2 separate regions of the Mus musculus genome follow, and region 2 is linked to region 1. A link is a contact called in public HiChIP or PLAC-seq data. All regions are on one chromosome and are shown on one strand. The core of a region is the stretch at or near the end of the contact, and the rest is flanking DNA. Distances in the headings are between cores, read along the strand shown. Region 1 holds the start of Tnfaip8l2 (tumor necrosis factor, alpha-induced protein 8-like 2). Region 2 has its middle 12 kb from the start of Vps45.

Region 1 (3,302 bases), core at 248-2,747:
CCTGACTTCCTTCAATGATGGATTATAATACGGAAGTGTAAGCAAAATAAACCCTTTCCTCCCCAAGAATGGTGGTTCATCATGGCAATAGAAACTCTGAGACAGGCCAGTGAAACTATGCCTCAAAGAAAGTGAACCAGACCAGGTTCCTGAAGATGACATCAGAAATTGTTCTCTGAAGCCCGGCGTGGTGGCACACACCTTTAATCCCAGCCCTTGGGAGGCAGAGGCAGGCAGATTTCTGAGTTTGAGGCCAGCCTAGTCTACAGAGTGAGTTCCAGGACAGTAGGACAGTCAGGGCTATACAGAGAAACCCTGTCTCAAAAAACCGAAAGAAAGAAAGAAAGAAAGAGAGAGAGAAATAAATAAATAAATAAATTGTTCTCTGGTCTACACACATGCACACACTAAATATGTTTTTAAAGACTTTTATTGTTTGTATGTATGTGTATTCTACATGTGTGTAGGTATCCAAGGAGACCAGAAGGTATTAGATCCACTGGAACTAACTAGTGGTTATGAACCACCAGATATAGGTGCTGGGAATAAAAGTCAGAACATCTGGAAGATCAGTGAGTCACTGAGCCATGGAGTCGCTGACTCCAGTCTCTGGAAGCCCCCAAATCAGTTTTTAAATCCCTGAATCCTAAGGCCTTTTTTTGGGTTCTCAATCTGTGCTGAAGAAAGCTATATAATTCACTCCTTTAAAGATTTGTGTGTCTGTGTGTGCCCAAGTGTATGTTCATGTACTGATTTATTCAGGTGACTCTGGAGGCCAGAAGAGAACACTGGAATTCCTGGAGCTGGAGTTGTGGGTGGTTTTTCCAAGACAAGAATTTTACTATGCAGCCCTGGCTGGCCTGGAGCTCACTCTGTAGACCAGGCTGGCCTTGAACTCAAAGATTGGATTGTCTCTGCCTCCAGAATGCTGGGATTAAAGGTGTAGTTTTGCCTCATTGGAGTCTACCCTCATTTATCAGGCCCTTTAAAGCTATTAAGCTCTGTACTCCAGCGTTTTGGCTCGATGCTGACACCTGCTGGTCACGCATGGCTCAGCAGCCCTAACCTTGGCACCTACCTCCTGCCTGCTCTGGCTGGGGCAGTCTGTGCCAATCTTACCTTCTAGGGCCTGAAGATGCTTGTATAATGCTGTTCTACTACACCACTCGATGATCTTTCAGTACTTCCCTCACTGTCTCTCACATTAAAATCTGGACTCTGCACGGTTTTCAGTACCACAAAAATATTAGGCAGCAAGAAAGAAGCAGACCTTTTATTAGGTGGAGGTGTGTAAATCCGTCCTTGCCACTTCAGAGTTGGTGCTTCCTACAGAATTCCATTCCTTTTGACCTTTGTCTTATTTCTAGGTGGCTCTTGGGACACTGGACTTCTTGGTGACAGTGATGATGAACCGGAGGTGGAGAGTAGATAGGCGGGGCCTGGGGTGGGGCTAGACCAAAGGGCCTCTTAGGAGCTTCTCCATTCTGTGAGCTCTCAGAAACATCCAAGGCCAGACTGGCACCCAGCACACGGCAGGTGAGAGTCTGGCAATGACAGAGGGTGGGTTTCGGGGTGACACTGACAGGATATCCTGACCCTTTCACCTTCACCTTTCTTTCTGTCTTGTGAAACTCTCGCTTGTAGAATTCTTGGGTCTCCCCCTCTCTCCCCAGAACCATTTTAGTGTATTTAGTGGATGGGGCAAGGCTGTCTGAGAGTGAGACCTGGCTTGGGATGGTGGCTGAGTCTAGAGCTGAGGGACAGAGATGCACATGGGGTAACGACTAGAGATTTAGAGATCTACAGTATCTTCGGACATGGAAGTACAGTGACGCAAAGTGAAAGAAACCTTTGCTAGGCTAGAGATTCATGAGGGTCACGTAGAGGCTGGGACAAAAAGAGCGAGTGACATAGCTACCCTGGGAGGACTGGGGACCTAGTTGGAGATGGCAAAGGGAGCAATAGAGAGCTGGGTAAGAGGAGGGCAGGTAGGGAAGGAAAGCGGGCCCCTATAGAAAAATCATCTCCAGTGTGAAAGATCCACAGGGCAAGGCAGAAACAAATCAAGATGGCAGGTTCCCATTGGAGTGATTCGGCTGCCGGAGAGAGCCCCCTGGCTGTCCTCCCTCTGAGAGGACTCCTATTTTCATTTGAGGGAGAGGGTGAGGTTGCTCCTTCATTGCGGTCACAGCCACATCCTGCAGAGCCGGGGAGGGGGAAGTAAGAAGCAAAACAACCAGAAGAAGCACAGTCAAGGCCCATGGTGAGAAGACCCTGTCCGTAGGCACAGGATATACCACCAAGAAGGCCTCGCTCTGCTCAGCCTAGCCAGCCTGAGACCACTACCTGCTGCCGCAGCCACCCTTCAAAAGAGCGCCCTCCTTGTTGGAGGGCGAATGTGGAGGGGTTATTTGACTTGTAGCCTATTTTTTCTCATAATTTGTGTCTGTTATTTATTATGTATATGTGTGAGTAGAGGCCAGAGGTGTTGGGTCTCCCTGGAGCTAAAGTTATAGGTGACTGTGAGCATCTGTTGTCTGAGAGTGTTGTCCCACTCCTTGAAGCCTGTTTTCATACTTACTAGGCCAAGTTGCTTAAGATCTCTTAGCTTTGCCCAGAGGTGGTGGCACATGCCTTTAATCCCATCACTTAGGAGGCAGAGGCAGGCAGATCTCAGTTCAAGGCCACCCTGGTCTACAGAGCGAGTTCTAGGACAGCCAGGGTTATACAGAGAAACTTTTGTCTTGAAAAAACAAAAACAACAAAAAAGAGTCCTTCAGTCTGAGATTTCTCTCTGTAAAACAGGGCTTGTCACCCATATGAAGTTGGTAAACCAAGACAGTTAATATCAAACACTTGGCACACAGTAGGTTCTTTAAAAAAAAAAAAGCCAAGTGTTCTATTTAAGATTCTGGAGACCCTATATCTCTCACTTCTTTTAAGACTTTATGGTACCCCCACTGACATGAGCTTTGGATCTCAAGCCTGGAAACAGAGGGGCGCTGTGCAAATTCCCTGTCGGTCGGCCGCCGCATAGCCCACTGCCCTGACTCCAGCCATGCCCACACTCCTCCAGCCAGGCTCTCCCTGCTCCTCGCGGCTGTTTTGGAGACACAAATGTCTTGTTTACAGCACGGAAGGGAAAAAGCAGAAGCAAAGCCTACAGGATGGAGGGGCCCAGGGGAGTGGGAAGACAAAGCAGGCAGAGCGGTGAAGATGAGGAAAAGCCATTTCTCTCCTTTTCTCTCATTTAGCCGGTTGCCTCTTCCAGTGACTGATCACACACCGACCGCAAGCACCAT
Region 2 (3,302 bases), core at 588-3,087, 930 kb before region 1:
AGGGTTCAAGACCCAGCACCTACATGGTGGTGGTTCACAACCATCTGTAATTCCAGCTCTAGGGCATCTTCTGGCCTCTGTGGACACGGGACATGCATATACAGACATACACATGAGCAAAGTATATGAAAAAAAAAATTAAACTTAAGACAAAGGAAATATCCCCTGAATCTCCCACCTAAGAAAATGATCTAATCCAGACAAAAGAAGGAATGAACAAGCCACACACAGGACCCATACTCAAAGACAGAAGAAAGAAATGTTCTGAAAAAAGAATGCCAAGGACAGCCGCTCTGCCCCTTATACCGTTATGAGGATCTCAGCAGATCCAAGACAGAGGTGTGACATTGTTAAACCTTTATCGTCACTCTGTTCCAAGAAATGAAAAGCAATGTACAGCGGCTGACTATGACCGGAGGAAGAATTCGTATGTAAACACTAAAACTGGAAGTGCCTAGAAATTAAGGCCCGACCCCCACTCCATCCCCTCACCCCTGCTCTTAGGTAAAAAGCAAAGGTTGGGGTGGAGAGTTGCTCAGTGGTTAAGAGCACTAGCTGCTCTTCAGAAGACAGGCATTTGATTTCCAGCACCACCGGGGGCAGCTCAAAATCCTTCGTAACTCCAGCCTTCTGGCTTCTGTCATCCACAGGGGGACACATGATGTTGTTAATATTTCATCTCAACTGGGGGTTTCTACCCTGCCTTTGAGCATTCTGTTCCCAGATAAAAGACACATAATTTTTATATTTACAGTAAGCATTTAATGCACTAGATCTGGGTGGATATCTACTGTCTAAGCTATTAGAATCTACTTCTCCATCAATAACCCCAAGCTATAACTTGCCATGTCCCATCTGGGCAGCTCTTAATTCCCATTGGCTGGCCCTTATGGCCATGTTTTCATGAGTCACCCTCCCCATGGTCTTCACCCCTCTCCATTTTCCTCTCTTCTCCTCTGCTCTCTCTCCCTAACCTTTAATCCCTCCAACTCTTGGCTGTTGCCATTTTTATTTAATCAATAGTTTTAAATTAAGGAACAAGGTGTGCATAACAAAAGCTAGTAACTATGAGAATTGGCTTGTAGGCCTGGATCTTGGAGTGTGGGGCAATGGGCTATGCACAGATGGCCTGGTCTCCAGTCGAGCTGAGGTCTTGAACTCTGGTAGAGCCCAATGGGTGGTAATCCCACCTACTTGGGACAAAAGGTGTTCCCTCATGTCTCCTGAACCCCTGGCTCCTGTCAAAGTTACTGCCACCAAAAGCCTCCACAGTGCCACATCTACTCCAGTAGTGACTCGTGTGACAAGCCCAAAAGCTTGGACGCAGTCTCAAGGTGAAAAGTTCACGGAAATTTAGTCTCCTGGAACCATGGCATCCTGTAAAGCAAATGCTTCAATTCTGTCCCTGAGTTAGTCAGGTGTATGACCTGTGTCAGTATTGTTGTATTGCAAGTGCCTTTAAGGATTGATTTTGATATATAGCTAAGTTAGATTAGCCTCCACCAGTGTTCCAATGTCCTAGGCAGTCCTTGAGCTGACCCTGAGCTTGGAATTCAGTAAGAATGTTACCTATTCAGTAACATTCACAATTACCTCTAGTAGAGACAGTGAAAGTAATCAGGCATTACAATTTACTTGAATAGAGCTATTAATCTCAGGGCTAGTCTACAAAGTAAATACTTAGAACAATAGCTGAGTCACTCTCATACACAGGAATTTACAATGGCCTAGGAAGAAGGTGGGTTGTGGTTTTAGGAGGAACTGTAGTATGATTCATGAAAGGGTTAGTAAAACGGAATTCCCCTGGTGCATGTATTTCACTAGGCCCAGAGGAATAGCATAATCAGGTATTTACTAAGGGACCTCTGGTGGTGGGTTTAACAATAGACTAGCAATGCATCAGACCATTCACCTCACTCCTTTGTTTAGCTGATCTTAAATAATGACTGTTCCTATCTCAGTTGTAAACACTGCCTGGCTCCCCCTAGCTTCTTATGCATGATTTTTTTTTTTTTTTTTTAATTTTTCAAGACAGAATTTCTCTGTGTTCCTCTGACTGTCCTGGAACTCACTCTGTAGACCAGGCTGGCCTTGAACTCAGAAATTCGGCTGTCTCTGCCTCCCAAATTCCGGGATTAAAGGTGTACGCCACCACTCCCCGTATGTATGCATTTTCTTTGTTTTGTGTCGATGTACCTTGTAGGCGGATGTATTTGCCTAGCTTTCTTGTTTTTCTCCTGTATTAAAAGTCTGATGCTTGCTTTGAGACATTACATTCAGATATCACACTCCCTTATGTCCCTGTCTGTTTGTCACCCTTTTCTCGCCCACCTGTCCAGAACCCTGATTTCTCCTACAGATTGAGGGGGTCCGACTGAGGCCAGTCCGCGGCACCACAGGAGAAGCATGTGGCTAACGGTCCAAGCTATGGCTTGTTCCAAGCTTCTGACCATGTAGGCTATGTTCTAAGCTTCTGACCTTCAGGCTAGACTCCTCCCAGTTACTTAGCAACAGCAAGATAACAAACCCACTATAAGAGGGGCTGCTTGGCCCCACCTAGCTCTCTCCCTCTTACTCTCTAAGCTTTTACCTCTCTCTAAGCTTTCACCTTTCTTATTCTCTAGCTCTTTTCTCTCTTTCCCTTTCTCCCTCTCTCCACATGGCCATGGCCAGTCTATCTTTCTTTTACCTTCTCTCTTTCCCCCTGTCTTTCTACAATAAAGGTCTAAAACCATAGACTGTCTCTGTTCATCAAGGCCCGCCATGCTTGGACGATGGGATAGGCTTTCTTCTAAGGAGCCACTTCTAACCTCCCGTCAGAAGGCCTTCCTATGTTCCAGCCACGAACCAGAGTAAGGACTCTCACCTGCATGGGAACCTCTCTCCCTCTGCCCTCTTCCCGTATCTCTGGGGCGGAGAGTGTTGCCCCGGGGCCCCTATTCTGTTCTCAGCTTCTCTGCCATATCCAGCATGGGATGCCGGAGACTGAGAACCTGGTACGGGGCCTGCCCCTTGTCCACCCTCCGCCGTGTGGGGTCAGTGGCTTCACACAGCCAGATGCCCACCCGGGCTGTGTGGAAAGCATCCAGCAGTGCTCCCGTGTCTGCCTGCCCAGAGCACAGGAACTCTGGTCAGACACGGGCTCTCTTACTACCCCCTCTTTCCCCTACACCTATGCCCCGCATTGGAGTACAGAATTTAGCATTACAATGCATAGTGTAGCCCTCAACACACGCACACACACATCCCAAACTTTAAGACAAATAATAAACAGTAGCAGAGGCCCACTGAGATAAATCACT

Evidence for each region. HiChIP or PLAC-seq counts read pairs in DNA pulled down with a chosen protein or histone mark.
Region 2: a contact with region 1 is called in an H3K4me3 HiChIP or PLAC-seq map of bone marrow-derived macrophages, with 6 times the contacts expected there. The contact joins the enhancer-like site here to the promoter of Tnfaip8l2 in region 1. A contact is called at or near these places in 3 of 39 promoter capture datasets (cranial neural crest, liver and pre-B cells) and 1 of 115 datasets of contacts at active chromatin or transcription factors (bone marrow-derived macrophages).

The regions. Positions count from the first base shown.
Region 1 is chr3:95,140,549-95,143,850 of GRCm38.p6, reverse strand. It overlaps Tnfaip8l2 (tumor necrosis factor, alpha-induced protein 8-like 2), which reads left to right and starts at 1,497. Exons shown (of 2, transcript NM_027206.3): 1 at 1,497-1,536; 2 at 3,255-3,302. The coding sequence starts at 3,301.
Region 2 is chr3:96,068,341-96,071,642 of GRCm38.p6, reverse strand. No RefSeq gene overlaps it. Among named protein-coding and RNA genes, the nearest start is that of Vps45, 12 kb to the right of the region's middle. Within about 2 kb of position 1,837, at least 42 of the 459 cell types and tissues checked have an H3K27ac peak or open chromatin away from gene starts, as enhancers often do. A contact at or near this core is called in bone marrow-derived macrophages, where this site is marked.